Regions from separate parts of the Zea mays genome. Here all the other regions are linked to region 3. A link is a contact called in public Hi-C data. All regions are on one chromosome and are shown on one strand. The core of a region is the stretch at or near the end of the contact, and the rest is flanking DNA. Distances in the headings are between cores, read along the strand shown.

What was found. Hi-C and Micro-C count contacts between places; a contact is called where the count stands out from the background.
Region 1: a Hi-C map of endosperm shows a contact between it and region 3, with 3 times the contacts expected there. The contact joins the promoter of LOC100277116 here to the promoter of LOC100279528 in region 3. A contact is called at or near these places in 2 of 25 Hi-C or Micro-C datasets (bundle sheath and endosperm).
Region 2: a contact with region 3 is called in a Hi-C map of ear, with 3 times the contacts expected there. The contact joins the promoter of LOC732847 here to the promoter of LOC100279528 in region 3. A contact is called at or near these places in 2 of 25 Hi-C or Micro-C datasets (ear and tassel).

What each region holds. Positions count from the first base shown.
Region 1 is chr3:185,641,026-185,646,007 of Zm-B73-REFERENCE-NAM-5.0, forward strand. It overlaps LOC100277116, which reads right to left and starts at 2,495. Exons shown (of 1, transcript NM_001150776.2): 1 at 1,910-2,495. The coding sequence starts at 2,399. The coding sequence ends at 2,127.
Region 2 is chr3:185,593,657-185,598,158 of Zm-B73-REFERENCE-NAM-5.0, forward strand. LOC732847 (laccase-like) reads right to left here and starts at 2,144. Exons shown (of 6, transcript NM_001112451.2): 1 at 1,943-2,144; 2 at 1,672-1,823; 3 at 1,332-1,576; 4 at 1,109-1,237; 5 at 13-966. The coding sequence starts at 2,080.
Region 3 is chr3:185,836,395-185,841,092 of Zm-B73-REFERENCE-NAM-5.0, forward strand. LOC100279528 (SCARECROW-like protein) reads right to left here and starts at 3,301. Exons shown (of 1, transcript NM_001152526.1): 1 at 188-3,301. The coding sequence starts at 2,966. The coding sequence ends at 537.

The DNA of each region.
Region 1 (4,982 bases), core at 1,245-3,744, 200 kb before region 3:
AACTAGGCAGATTGCTATACTTGTTCGACAGGAACAGAAATCAGTGGCGTATGGTATGCTACCCACTGTGGCCTTTTGGGCTGCGACCTGCGAGTACGACTAGATTGGCACGAATCGGTGTTGGTTGCGATGGGACAAATGCTTTAGTGGTTTTTGTGTCGCCAGACTAGAATTTAGATGTGATACTGCCAACAAACTGTGTCTGTGTCACTGTGTGATCTCTCTCTCTCTCTCTCTGGCGCTCTGGCTTCAGGACAAAGGATCTCTCTGAACTACTTGAGGTCTCTCCTGGCTCTCGCAGTTTGGCGTCGTGCAGCGGTTGGGGACCGACGTCCCCCCACCTCAGCCGCACCCCCCCCCCCCCCCCCCCCAAATCTCTCGTGGAGGTAGAAGTAGAACCGGTAGCTGAAACGGAAAATGCTTTTGCTTGAGTTGCAGGAATATTGTATCACCGGCATTAATCAAAGCCAAATTGCATGGCTAATTGGCCGGTGCCATGTCGCCGTCAGGATGCCCCCTCGTAGAAGAAGCCGACTGACGTCGCCATTGTTGGTCGTTGGGGAAAGGAGAAACCGCGAAAGTTACTTGGCAACCTATCGCATAAAACAAGTGTATGGATATCATCAGACCTACGAGCCCAGGCACAGCATGCATATATGTTGTCTGGAAAGAAAGACCAATGGTCAGGCTCCGGTTTGTATTACGATTATGAGCTGTGTATCATCTTTCAGATCAGATGATAGAGACTGTCACTTTGTTTTATATTTTTTTAAAAAAGGTGTAAATTGGTTGAACTGAACCAAAAACCTCACTTGCAGCAGGAGCCTCAGTGCACCACGCCAGAACAGAGTGTGGCTGTCCGACGTCGTGACGCTGCTCTTCTGGTCCCACACTAGGTCTCAACAGTCACCCACCGGGGCGGCACGGGACACGGGGGCCGGCAAGCGCCCGGTGCCCTCGAGGCACAACACATGCCCGCACCGATCACCAACAAGCAACAGCCCCCACCCCACCCAACCCCCACCGCCCCGCGGGGCAGCGAGCTTGTGCATTATCCTGTCGGCTCGGCGTTCACAGCATCTGGAACTGGAAGCCGTCCGCGTCTTCCCCCTCGCGATGATGGATCCAGGACCACAGAAGCGAGCTCTGAAGCCCCCCCCCCCCCCCCCCCCCCCCCCCCCCTGACACTAGTCACACACACGGGCCGCCCACATACACTGCAATGCGCCTAGGGCAGGAGGCAGGCGAATGCCAAGCCCACATCGCGCTGCAGGGCTCCCGCAGCCACAATAACTGCGGCCGGGGTTCAAGAGCACAGCACAGCTTCCCTCTCCATTGTGTTTTTTTAATTCCTTCCACTTCAGGACTTGTTCGATTATTTCAATTCCACGTGGATTGGTGTGTATTAGGATGTATTTTGACTTGCTATGAATTTAAACCGACTTAATACCACTTAATCTATATGGATTAACGGTCCACATGAATTAACGGCGAAACGAACAAGCACTCATGCATGTACTACCAGCTGGGAGGAACAGCAGTTACCATCACTTCATCATCTGCACCACGGATTACTGCTTCTAACCATGCATCTCATACATTAAAAGTAAGTAAAGTACTGCTTCTAACATTAACACCGACTAAACGGGAGAATAGACTGCAGCAGTAGCCATGAAGCATACTACTATTACAGATGCTTTTCGAAGCTTCAAGCTGCAACCTGGACACGGATCACCATCATCACCAGTATCCTATGTAGATGCACCGCATACAATACAAGTGAAGCAAAGCCAAAAAAAAACGCCGCCCCTCACTCACCGGCACAGCAGCCGCAGGCAGTATTAGCGAACATCGACTGCAAAATCTCGAATCACAATTCACAAGCGCTGGTAGCATCGATACGCAGAAGTGACAGGAAACATATATAAGGATTTCATCAGCTTAACCAAACAGTATGCTTATGATTTAAGAGTCCACCACCTACCTACCTACTACTCCCTAAAACCACCCTACTGCCTCCCTAATACACCCGCGGCCACTAAACACCCCCACTAGAAAGAGTACAACAGAGCGAGACCGGCAAGCTATCTACAACTCCCTCCCCAAAAAATCAAGTCCGCGCCAAGTCACGCGCAGAAGGCCTGGCGGCGCGGCGCGAGCGCGAAGAGCGCCTCCAGGTCCGGCGGCTGGAAGTAGCCGTTCTTGGGCGGGCTGCGCCGCTTCCCGAAGTCCGGCACGGCCTTCCTCGGCGCCGCGGGGCACGGCAGCGTCGCCGGGATGCGGCACTCCTCGCGCTTCGGCGTCTCCCACCCGCCGCAGCCGTACCCTCCACCTCCCCCGCCCACACCTGCACCAACCGCCACCGCTGCGGCCTTCTCTATGCCAACGCTGCTCTCCATGGCGAGACTGATTTTTTTTTTCGAGGGAAGAAGGAACTTTGCTTTCCTCTCTTTTTTTTGAAACGTGGGTTTGCGAGGGAAGAGACGCGGCTGGCGGGGCATATAAGGAGGGGGCCGAGGCGGCGGCGGGAGGGAGGATCGGGCTTCCGAAGGACGGAAGTGGACGGCTCCGTGCTCCGCAAGGTGGGCCGGAATCGGTGACGTGGCGGACCCCGCGCCGTCCGATCCAGCGAGTGGGAATTAAGCGGGAAAGGGTGCGCGGAGGGGCGGGAAGCCGCGGTCCGCTGTTTCGATTTAAAACTTCTTTAGACGGAGGGCATGTGTTCTGTGGTATCACGGATCGGTCCTTCCTGGGACCACGAGACGAGACGAGGGGGGGTTCCTGCGAGTTAGCTCTGTGCGCGAGGGGTCCTAGTGTAAGAATACTGGGCCGGAAGGAGAAAGGATACGCCGGCCCGCATCGGATTCCACTGCGTTGCGTGGCCTGTTTACGCGTGCCAGGTGTACGGGTCGTGATGGGCGACCGAATACGGTGGGGTCCCCGACTTCGGCGCGCGCTGCCCCCATACCCACGCACGACCCCACCGCACGCCGTGGACTCGGCCTTGGTGCGCCGCGGTGGGCGGGCCGCAGGGCCCTCCGCGGACGGTCCACGTGAGCCGGACGCGGGAGGCGTGGTTCGGGGCTGCTGGAATCATCCCTTCCGCCTCGGATCCCTGGGCAGCTGGGCCCGCATCGGGAGGAGATCGGGCGGTCTGCTTTGCTATGCTACTACTCCTGCTCTGGTCTCGTCGTGTGGAAAAATACTGCGGCGCGGCGCTTTGTGTTGACTCGGCCGTATCACGTTACGTGGACCTTCGCCGTAAATGGACCCGGTCTGCTGTTCGGCCTCTGGCCCATGGTTTTCTGCTAAGTGGCCTAGCCCAACCATACATATTGATTTTAGAAGGAATTACAGGATATGGCCCATGGGCCATGGGCGTGGCTCCCGTTCTTAATAAAGCAAAGTATGCGTCGGACTGTCCCCCATCTTAAGTAACCCTAGTTAGGATTCGTGGGCAAATACCTGCTTTGCTCCTGAGGGGTCTCACATCTCTATATAAGGAACCTGTACACCCCATCATAATACAAAGATCAGAAAGAGGCCAGAAGCCCAACCCTATATCCAGTGTCTCGTGTGTTTCCTCTGTCGTGCTTATGGGAAGGGAGACGGGCTCTCTACATCTTCTTGCGCCTCTACTGCTGACGGGAGGGAAGGGAGCAGATCTGGTGATCCGTGGTAACGTAGTTCTCAACACGTTATCAGCACGCTCTACATCGACGTTGCTACAGGATCAGATCTGCATCAGACTCACTTCAACGGTTCCCCCTAAATTTCTCCCCCTATATCCCACTCACGTGCCACGTCAGCGTTCTCTCTCCCCCTATTTCTCCACACTCTACAACGGTTCCCCCTATATCAATCCTCTATACCCCACCACAACAATATTATATACTTTCTTCATCAACTAACTCAACTACCATACAATATTAATATTATTTTTATTTCTTATATCTACTGTATACGGGGATAATTACCATTAAATATTAATTTAATTTTTATTTCTTATTTGCACAGTACAAGGGCATTCGTACCATGACATATTAATTTTATTTGTATTTGTTATTTGAACAGTACACCGGCTTCACGTGTTCCACAATTAATTACCAAACGCCATAATTAGTATTAATACGGTATTAGAAATACGTTTCCATTTTATGTTTTTTTTAAAAAAGAATTAACATTCTTCTCGTACACGACACGATTGGCTTCCAGCACACGACTGTCTTCTCCGGCAAGCCACGACCCTCTGGCTTCCTTCACACACCGAAGCTATCTTTAAATAAGGTCCCCCTGCGGCCATGCTCCACCCACCTACACATTCGTGTCTTCTGTTTCATCCGACATTCCATCAAAAATACATACTACGTAGTCTAAGGTGAGTTCTTGATGGACTCATTGCGAAGCCTGGTGTTGTCTTCATCGTCCGATGAGTCCGACGATGAGATCGATAACTTTTTGCTTTTGCACCATGTTGAGCACCATGTAATCGGAGACACGAGCATGCGTCGTAGGCGCTCCTCATTGCCTCGCCGTGTTATCCATAGGGATCACGCTGCTGGAGAAAATCTCATCAAGCACCACTACTTCGGACCTAATCCAGTGTATCCATCCCATGTATTTCGTCGACGGTACATTTCCTAAGTTATATTTTGACTTTCATTTGGAGCTTCACATTCTTATTTTTTGCGTTGTTCTCGATTTTAGGTTTCGGATGCAACGTCCTTTGTTTCTACGTATCCTTCGTGCCGTTCAACGAAGAAGATGATTACTTCACAGTAAGATGTGATGCAACTGGTTTAGCAGGTCTTGGTCCATTGCAAAAAGTATGTGCTGCTTTGCAAATCCTTGCGTACGGGTTACCAAGCGATGCCGTCGATGAGTACATACAGATTGGACAGACTACGGCTAGGGACTGCCTTATCCGTTTCTGTCGCGCAATCATATCTTCCTTTAGCGAACAATACCTCCGTATCCCTAAC
Region 2 (4,502 bases), core at 894-3,393, 240 kb before region 3:
TTGATTGATTACCCGGGTTGTCGGCGAGGAACCGGACGGCGACCCAGCCGGCGGTGGGCACGCTGATGGTGTTGCGCTCTACGGGGTCGGCGAGGTTGTACCCGGGCGGGTCGTTCACCGGGTCGAAGTTGCCGAACCCTTGGCCGACCACGAAGAAGTTGTAGCCGTGCAGGTGCAGCGGGTGGCTCTCGGCGCCCTGGATGCTGGTGCCCTGCAGCACCAGCTCCACGGAGGCGTTGAAGCGGAGCGGCACCACCCGCGTGCCGTGCTGCACGAACGTGTTGTTGGGCGGGGTGCCCGTGTAGTTGAACGGGTGCGGCGGGGCCGTGGGGAAGTCGGCCAGGAGCACGCCGGCGTAGCGGCGCCGGTAGTGCGCCTCGAGGAGCGCGGTCCGGGGGCGGAAGAAGGAGTTGTTGTTGACGGACGCCGCGAACTTGGTGCCGTTGGGGCCCTGGCACGTCTGGTTGGTGTACGGGCACGGGTCCGTGCCGAGCCCCACGGTGAACAGCAGGTGCCGGTCCACCGCCACCGGCACGCGCGCCGGGTAGCGCGCGCTGTTCAGGCTGCGGAAATTGCGCGAGAAGTTGGACACCGCGCCGGTGTCGTTGTACAGCGGCAGGGCCGGTAGGGGAGGCAGGGTGTTGTTCCTGGTCGTCGTCGGGGCGTACTCGAGGACGGCCGCGGCGGTGGTGTTGTCGAACGTGCCCTGCGTGTTGGTGTAGGGCGCGATCGCCATGGCGTAGGCCGGGGAGGCGGGGCTGGGGGCCGTCGTGAGGAGCACGTTCATGGTCTGCCCCGGTGAAATGACGAGCGTGCTGACGGTGAATGGCTTGACGTAGCTGGCGTCCGCCTCGACGACGGTGAGCGTGTGGTTGGCGATGCCGAAGAAGAGCTCGTCGTTGAGGGCGGAGTTGATGAGCCGGAGCATGTACGTCCTCCCGGGCTTCACCTTCAGCTTGTACGTGTCTGGTTTTTTGTTTCATCCAAAAAGAAATCACAAATCCAGGCTTTTGTTATCTTCATCTCGTTTTATCTTTCTAATAACATGACTAAATAAAAAGTACAAGCGATGGGCCTAAATAATCTAGCCCTTGCAAAGAAAGCGTACCTTTAGACGAGCAGTTATATGTCGGGCCTGGAAGCCCATTGAAGGTGTAGGCATCGGAGACGTTTGGGCCGGCGCCTGTTTGCAGGGCCTGGTTGATGACGGCCTCCGTGTCCGCGTTGAACCATTCGCCTGCAAATAAAGAATCCACGCAATACGCACGGAACTCCATCAAGCGATCGATGGAAGGAAGACGACGAGCGCGAGCAGCGGGCAGGCGTTGTACCGAAGAGGATGGGCACCTCCTTGTAGGGGCGCGGGAACGGGTAGCCCTCGCCGCGCTTGGGGAGGATGACGAGCGGGCCGTAGAGGTGCACGCGCAGCCAGGAGAAGTGCGCGTGCCACCACAGCGTGCCGCGCTGCCCCGTGACGGTGAAGTCGTACACGTAGCTCTGCCCGCCCTGGATCGGGCACTGCGTGATGTACGACGGCCCGTCCGCCCACCCGTTGCGCAGCTGCCGGACGCCGTGCCTGCGTGACGACGCGGGTGATGAGACGCCGGCCGGCTGGCAGAGAGATGGCAACACGGCGCGGTGCGCTTGCTGCTGTGATACGATCCCACTTACCAGTGGAACGAGACATTGTAGTTGATGTGGTTGTGAACCTTGACCACGAGGCGGTCGCCTTCCCGCACGACCAGCTTCGGCCCCGGGAACTCCCCGTTCACCGTCGGGATGCTCTTAGTCACGCACAGCCGTGTCACGTTGGTCATTTGCACCTGCAGCACGAACCAAATCCATACCGGCCAGTAATAGTGAGAAACACTGATGATGATGATGACGATGTGTGTGTGTGCGCGCTGGATCTTGTAATGCTCGTGCGCTAGAGTAGTTTTACGTTGAACGTGTAGTAGTGGGTGTCGCCGGCTGCGAGCTCCGGCAAGGCGAGGAGGACGACGGCGAGGGCGAGGAAGGGACATGCGGAGAAGGCGGCGGCGGCGGCTTGGCCTCGCCGGAGACCACGACGCGCGCCCATTGTCAGGATGACAACAGCTCCGCCCTTCTTGTGTGTTTGCGCTTTGAAGCAAGTGAAGTGGTGCACTTTGCTATGGAATGAGTGCTGGGTTCTATATAGGCGCCATGATGGCCGCCGGGTTCGTGGCCTGCATGGTAGGGGGTCACAGCACGGTGGTGGTTGGCCTAGTTGGTGGAAGCGAATTGGAAAACTTGTCGCTGGGCCACTCGCTGCTCCGTTCTCTAGCTCTGCCTCAACAAGGCGGCCCTTCTGTATGGCAAAGCCTCTTCGTTTTTCTCGTTTATTAGTTGTTCCTTGCTACGAGCAGCGTCGGAGTCTGACAAAAAATCGAAGGGGACATATTGGCTTAACTGATAGTGTACACAAGGTTTTAGGGTAAAAACAAGTACTCCCTCCAGTGCAGTAAAGGTAGTCGTTTAGGACATGATTGTGCATACCAAGGAGTGATTAATTATCATAGAGTTTTCCCTGTTTGCCCCTATTAAATAGGGATATGGGTGCATTAACGTCACTAAAACAATCAGGCTTGATTGGTTGCTGCAGCAGCTCCAAGGCATTCTAGACTGGAGGTCTCAAGTTCGATTCCTTTTAAATGCATCTTTTTTTGTGCAATTACTAGGGGCAACAACGTCCAAATCTCAGACCCACGCGCGCTATGACTTCTTTTTGTGCACGCTCGGTCACGCGCAGGATGACTTCTTTTACTGCACCGGAGGGAGTAGTGTGTTTTCAGCAAATCACAGCGCAATATATATAGTGCATCACTAGTTTAGTACATATCTAAATCCTAATAAGGGGGTGTTTGGTTTCTAGGGACTAATGTTTAGTCCCTTCATTTTATTCCTTTTTAGTGTATAAATTGCTAAATATAGAAACTAAAATAAAATGGACTAAAGTTTTAGTTTCTATATTTGACAATTTTGGAACTAAAATGGAATAAAATCTATGAACTAAACATTAGTCCCTAGAAACCAAACACCCCCTAAGTAGTAGCATCAGTACACTGCCTTTTTAGGGGGTGTTTGGTTTCTAGGGACTAATTTTTAGTCCCTCCACTTAATTCCATTTTAGTCCCTAAATTACTAAATATAGAAACTAAAACTCTATTTTAGTTTCCCTATTTAGCAATTTATGAACTAAAATGGAATTAAGTGGAGGGACTAAAGTTTAGTCCCTATAAACCAAACACCCCCTTACAATTAAGTTTGTGGGCTACTTCATCTAGAACTCCATATAATAATTTGGCACGAACTTCGAATCTAGGGGCATGGCAGCTGGTATGCCCTGGCTGCTCCCAGCAGAGTTATGTTACTCCGGTTCACTTTGCACAATGAAGCCTATATATAACTCAGTACTCCCTCGGTTATTTATCGTTTAGGACAAGACATGGTTTTCTAAATATAGCTTTGATCAATGCTTTCTTTTTTGCTAAAATGCAAATAATAGAACACAGAGTATTTACTACCATGACGCTGCATAGCATGCATGGAGGAAGCCTAGCCACTTCAGACAACAAATCATTCCAAGAAGGTGAAATATCAATTCTAGTAGGAACATATGGAGCACTCGCTTTAAGTTGACCTTTTCAGTCAGCTTGCAATAAACTCCATACGACACCTTTCCCATCAAAAGATCGGCTCCCACACACTGTTTACCCCTTCTGTCCGTGCACCTTTCGGGGTGTTTGGTTTAAGGAATCACTGCATCCAAATTGAGGTGATGCATCATGGATTTATTTTTCAAATTTAATGGGATGACCTCATTCCTCATATTAGTACTAACTAACTAACTATGAGGAATGATATGGTGATGGATCAACTCATTTCATTCCACAAACCAAACAAAAATAGTGAGGAGTAAGAAAATAATGGACTAGCTCATTCCTCAAACCAAACACCCTATTAGTTTCTCGACTCCTTTGTGTTTTGTTAGCCTTTGAAGCTACGTGCATGCCTTTTCTTCGTTGTGATTTGGAGCTTCGACCACAAGGTTAGCCAAACACAAACAGTGCCGTACGTTGCTTGGAACTGTATGCGTTTGTTGAAGTGAAGCGTGCAGATGGCTTTGCCATGTAATCTTTATCCGATGATCTACCTCAAGCACAATCCGATTGGCTAAGCAATCTGCCGGCCCGGCCCCTCTCTCTTTATCTGTCGCTCTGTCTCTCGATCTCATGTATTTACAGTAATTTAACTAGTTGTTAGTTCCTCACACGAGTATATGAATCCGACCAACACATGACTAAGCTTTAGTTATCTTGATGATCCAAACGAACCCTAGATTTTGTGGTTAACTAACACAACCACCTAAAATGAATGTATCCTGTTTTTTTGTGGCTTCGTCACCAAGGGAAGCACTGATGTCTGACGGTCATGGCCACCAATAGCGAGCGTGCATGCAACACAGTTGAATGAATATTTGA
Region 3 (4,698 bases), core at 2,051-4,550:
TAGCTAGCTCTGCTCACCTTCTCGCTCGGAGGACTGGAAACATGATCGGGACACGATGGTATCACTTGCTTGCCTATCTCGGCAGTCGGCACTGGCCAGTATCTGTACCTCATGGAGGTGCAACAAAGTTTGTAGTACCTACTACTACTACCTACCAAAGAAGCCCAAAACTTTGACAGCACTGGTTAATGGGGGGAACAAATATAATACAAGAATCCATAAGACTGATCCATGCATGAAACAACCCTAGGGTCTACCGCGTAACTACTAACTAACATACCTAGCCTGTCCCATCAAAGAATGCACTAACTGTTCCTGTCCAAAACTGAACCATAACCTAACATGCAGGGACCCTTGATGGCATCACTATTATATGAGACAGTGCAAAACATGCTTTAGTAGTTCGAATAGCACAAGCCTAGCCTAGCTATATGTTGCAGCCCAGGAACAACCAGCCCAAGCATCCAAAGATACGAACAGGCCTCCATCTACAGTGCAGTGCTCGATCTGCAACCATGTAGCCGCCCTCGAGGAAGCTAGGGAGACCTGTGGTCTGGCTTCCACGTTGAGAGCGCCAGCACGATGCGTCCTTTCCACCCTTGCAGTAACCACCTGTTGTCTTCGTCGATGAGGAAGTCCTTGTGGTAGCACCTGACCTTCTCGCGAGCACGCTTCATGATGTCCTGGTTGATCGGGAGCTGCCTGAACCCAGCTCTCTGATACCTCACCTGCCACTGCTTGTATGTCTCGGGCCTCTCCATCCTTTCCAGGCCCTCGCAGGAGATTACGTTGATTGCCTCTCGACCGAACAGTGCTGACTCGATGAGCAGCCTCTGCTCGTTGTCCCTCGGGATGTTCGTCTCCAGCATGTCAAAGATGGCGGAGTAGTGGTATAAGGCCTCCCGGAAGCGAGACGCAAAGAAGGGTGCGTTGTAGGAGCCATTGATGATCCCATGAATGAACAGATGTGGGTTCATCTTCCTGATTGTGCTCAAGACCATGTTCCTTGGACTCTCAGCCACCACGCTCTCGTCCATCAGTGTCTTGAATTTGAACATGCTGTTCACGATCAGCAGCTCGTCCTTGGCAATGTGGAGATCCTCTATCTGAACCGCCTCGAACCTAGATGGAATGGCTCGGAACTCGAAGGGCACATTGAAGGTCTCAGCATAATCTTTTAGATACCTTCCGGTCTCCTCTATGCGCTCTGCTGGGCGAAAACCAGGGTGCGGCGTGTCGATTGCCGTGATCCGGAGTCTCGGAGGGCCACCAGGCCTGGTAGAGAGCCGTTGAATGAGGCACGGCCACTGAAAGCCGTAGTATATACCATAGTCCACGATGTGGACTTTCTTCGCCTTCTCCACAGCATTCATAATGGTTTGATTGGCAAAGAAATGGGAGATCTTCTTGAATGGGCAAGCTGCCAAGTAAAGCTGGTAGGCTTTCAGCACATCGGTGCAGGGAAACCTCGTCATTATAAGAGACTTGTAAATCTGACTTCCATTGCCAGCAAGCCTCGCCTCAAGGCCGTTGGCGAAGCAGTGCGCCAAACGCTGGTCACCGTCGCCATTGGGCGATGCATGCTGTCTGATCTGCTTCAGGAGCTCAGTTGCACCACGTCGATCATCGGTGGCCACAGACTGAGCACAGTGGACGAGGAGAGTCTCCAAGTCAACCACCTCCTTCTTCGGCTGTTTCTTGCCACGGCCCTTGCCATGTCCGGACCCTTTTCCATGAACCCCGTGTGAATTCTTTGCCACGTCATGCTGCAGGGCTTCACGGAGTTCCTTGACGCCTTTTGAACATGTCTCGCCATTGCACAACAAGACCTTGTCCATCATCTCCCGCACAAGGTGATCAGTGTCGATAGCGGGTGCTGAATGTTTACTGCGCCTCCCTTCCTCTGCATCCAAGTCATCACCATAGAAATGCTTCTTTCCTCTGTGAATTTCTGCCTGAACATCGGCCTTCTCTGCCTTGACCTCTGCAAACCTGTTCTCCCCTTTGATGTTAGCCACCAAGCTTGTAACAGATGCTGGCTTCTCAAGATCAATCACAAGCTTACTCTCGTCAGGCAGAAACTTGCTTGCTTCTTCGAACCCACGGCAGAACTGCATAGCCTGCTGGCTTTGCACGGCAAAATCGGTGAAGCCAACATCTGGCATGACACCAGGCGAGCTCAGCAACGACTCAAAGCCGTCTGATATTGTAGCACAGCTGCCGTTGGATGACGCGAACGACGACGGGTTGCTGTGCAGCTGGTAGAATTCCGTCGAGTCGTACGGCCACGCGCCGCCTGCATCCACCACGCTGCCCTCAGGGCTTAGATCCTGGTACAGCTGTGGTGGCTGCAGGAACGCGGCCGACGGGAAGTCGAGCGCCGGCGTCAGCACGGCGCCAAAGGCGTCGGACGCCGCCGTGGCGGTGGCGCAGGTGCAAGAGCGCGCGCTGTAGCAAGAGTTCCCCACACTGCTGCCGCCCGGGCTCTCCACCGCGCTGCCACCGGAGCTCGAGGGCCGCTCGGCGAGGATCTCGAGGAAGGGCTTCTCGGCGGCGAGCACCGCGGGGTGCTCCGGGTAGTGCTCGAACTTATCGTCGATGTCCTCGGCCATGAGCATGCGGTTGATGTAGCCCAGGACGATGTCCGAGAACGCCTCCGAATCATCCGGCTGCCCCACCGAGGGCGGCGCGGCGGACACATCCCTCGGCGGCGACGCGCGGTTGGTCGGGGCGGGCGGGACCACAGTGGTAGGCGCGACATTCAGATAGCTTCCGCCGCCGCCGCCACCGCCACTGCCCGCAGCCAAAGTAATCCCATCAGACGACAGGAACAGCAGCGACTCGAGCTCCTGCGCCGTGAACCCATTAGCGGCGGCGGCGATTTGGGGGTAGACTAGCATGTGGCTGTCGCGCTTGGATCCCGGCAGCAGCGCGCACGGCTCGTGCAGGCCAGCGTCCATGACCATGGATATGGACTCCGCGCCCCAAAACCACCAGCGCGGCGCATAAAAATGCACTGCTGGCTGCGACCTGGCGAATGCAGGGAAATACAGCTAGAAGAATGAGAACTGGAACCCGAAGAAGATATCCATGTCCACGAGCTGAAACGCGCTGACTAATCCGACGGATCAGTGGCCGTACGGAGCCGCGCCGCGGCTCCGCTCGTGGAGATGCGCGAGCTCGTCAAGAGTGCGTACCTGCGTGCGACCCGGACCGGGAGGGAGGCGAGAGCCGAGAGAGAGAAGAGAGACCCGAGACGCGCGACGGCGCGAGACGGGAGGATAAGAGGAAAGGCGTAGAGAGGTGGACGGACGTGAACCAGTGTTTGCGAGAGGCGCAGAGGTGGCCGGACCCCGGGCTTTTGTATCAACACCACCGGTCACCGGGTGCGGGACTGCGGGGCAGGAATGTCGACACCCAGGCCCGCGCAGCCGAGGGGGTCTTGTCCACGCACGCTCTGCGGCGTGCGATCTCACACGGGCGGGAGGCGGGTCCGCGGGTGCTCGGGACGGCGCCGAAAGGCCACAGGCGGGCTAGACATTTAAGATTGGATATTCAAAAAATTAAAAGATTAAAAAAATAATGTTTTAACGTTATTTTATGTGATACATTATTAACAAATTATTATAAATCACCAAAATTTTAGATATTTAATGAATACCATGAACCCCTGGGCCCGCCTCTGAGGCCCCGGTGCACGGAGGGCGTGCCCGTGCCCCGCGTGAACGATGGTTCCCAGAAGCAGGCTATTTGGGCCGCAGGGATGTTCTGGGGGCGGGTGGACTGTGTCTGTGGACCGCCTGCGACTCGGTTAATAATCGTCCGAGTCCGAACTCCGAACTAGCAACAGGAAGTAGCCAGCGTTGTTTGCGTCGTGATCGTGACTGAGTCGTCCGTCTCCCGACTGTCTTTGGACACTTTGACTACCTTGACAGCCCAGCGACCTTAAGAATGGTTTTTTATGTTGCCATCACTTCGTGATTAGGGACTGTGGGTCCCACGTGTCGCCGGCTCATCTGCGCAGATGGCACGTGCGTTCTAGCATCTCCACGACTACCCCCTCAAAAAATCAAGTGGCTATCGGCCTCTGCCTCTCCGCGCGGAAATTTCACGGTCTCGCAGCCGTAACTGATTGGCGATGACATCATGTGCAGTGTGCACATGACAGATCTTGCCGGATTTATCACCGTGTGTGATTGCCTGGTTTGCGGCAGGGTGCGTGCGGGTCCACCGGTGCATGGACCGGGTCCACCGGTGTACGGGGTCCGGCTGCCTTGGCCGCCAAGTTCCTCTCTTCACAGCCACGTGGTGGTCCCGAGCTATCCACGCCGCTTCCACAGACGAGCGCGAGGCAGTGTGTGGCCAGGTCGCAGCCGAACGACACGTCAGCGAGTGGGCGTGCTGTGCAGGGCCCTCGCCACGTCGTCCTACATTCATTGCTTGCGCACGGCAGCACAGCGGTGGGCCTGGGCGGCACACGGCTACTCTACTGGTGTACCCAGACCGGCTATCTTGAAACTTACTCCCTCAGTCAAAAAATTGCAATCATAAGACTATGTGGTTGGCAAGGACGGACTATGATGAAATAGTAGAGGGTATATTTGCAACAACGAGCACTAAAATATCAGAGCGAGTGCATTTACCAAGCAGGAGACCTAATAAACAGAGATCTATGTTCTCGCTGGATTATTTTTAACT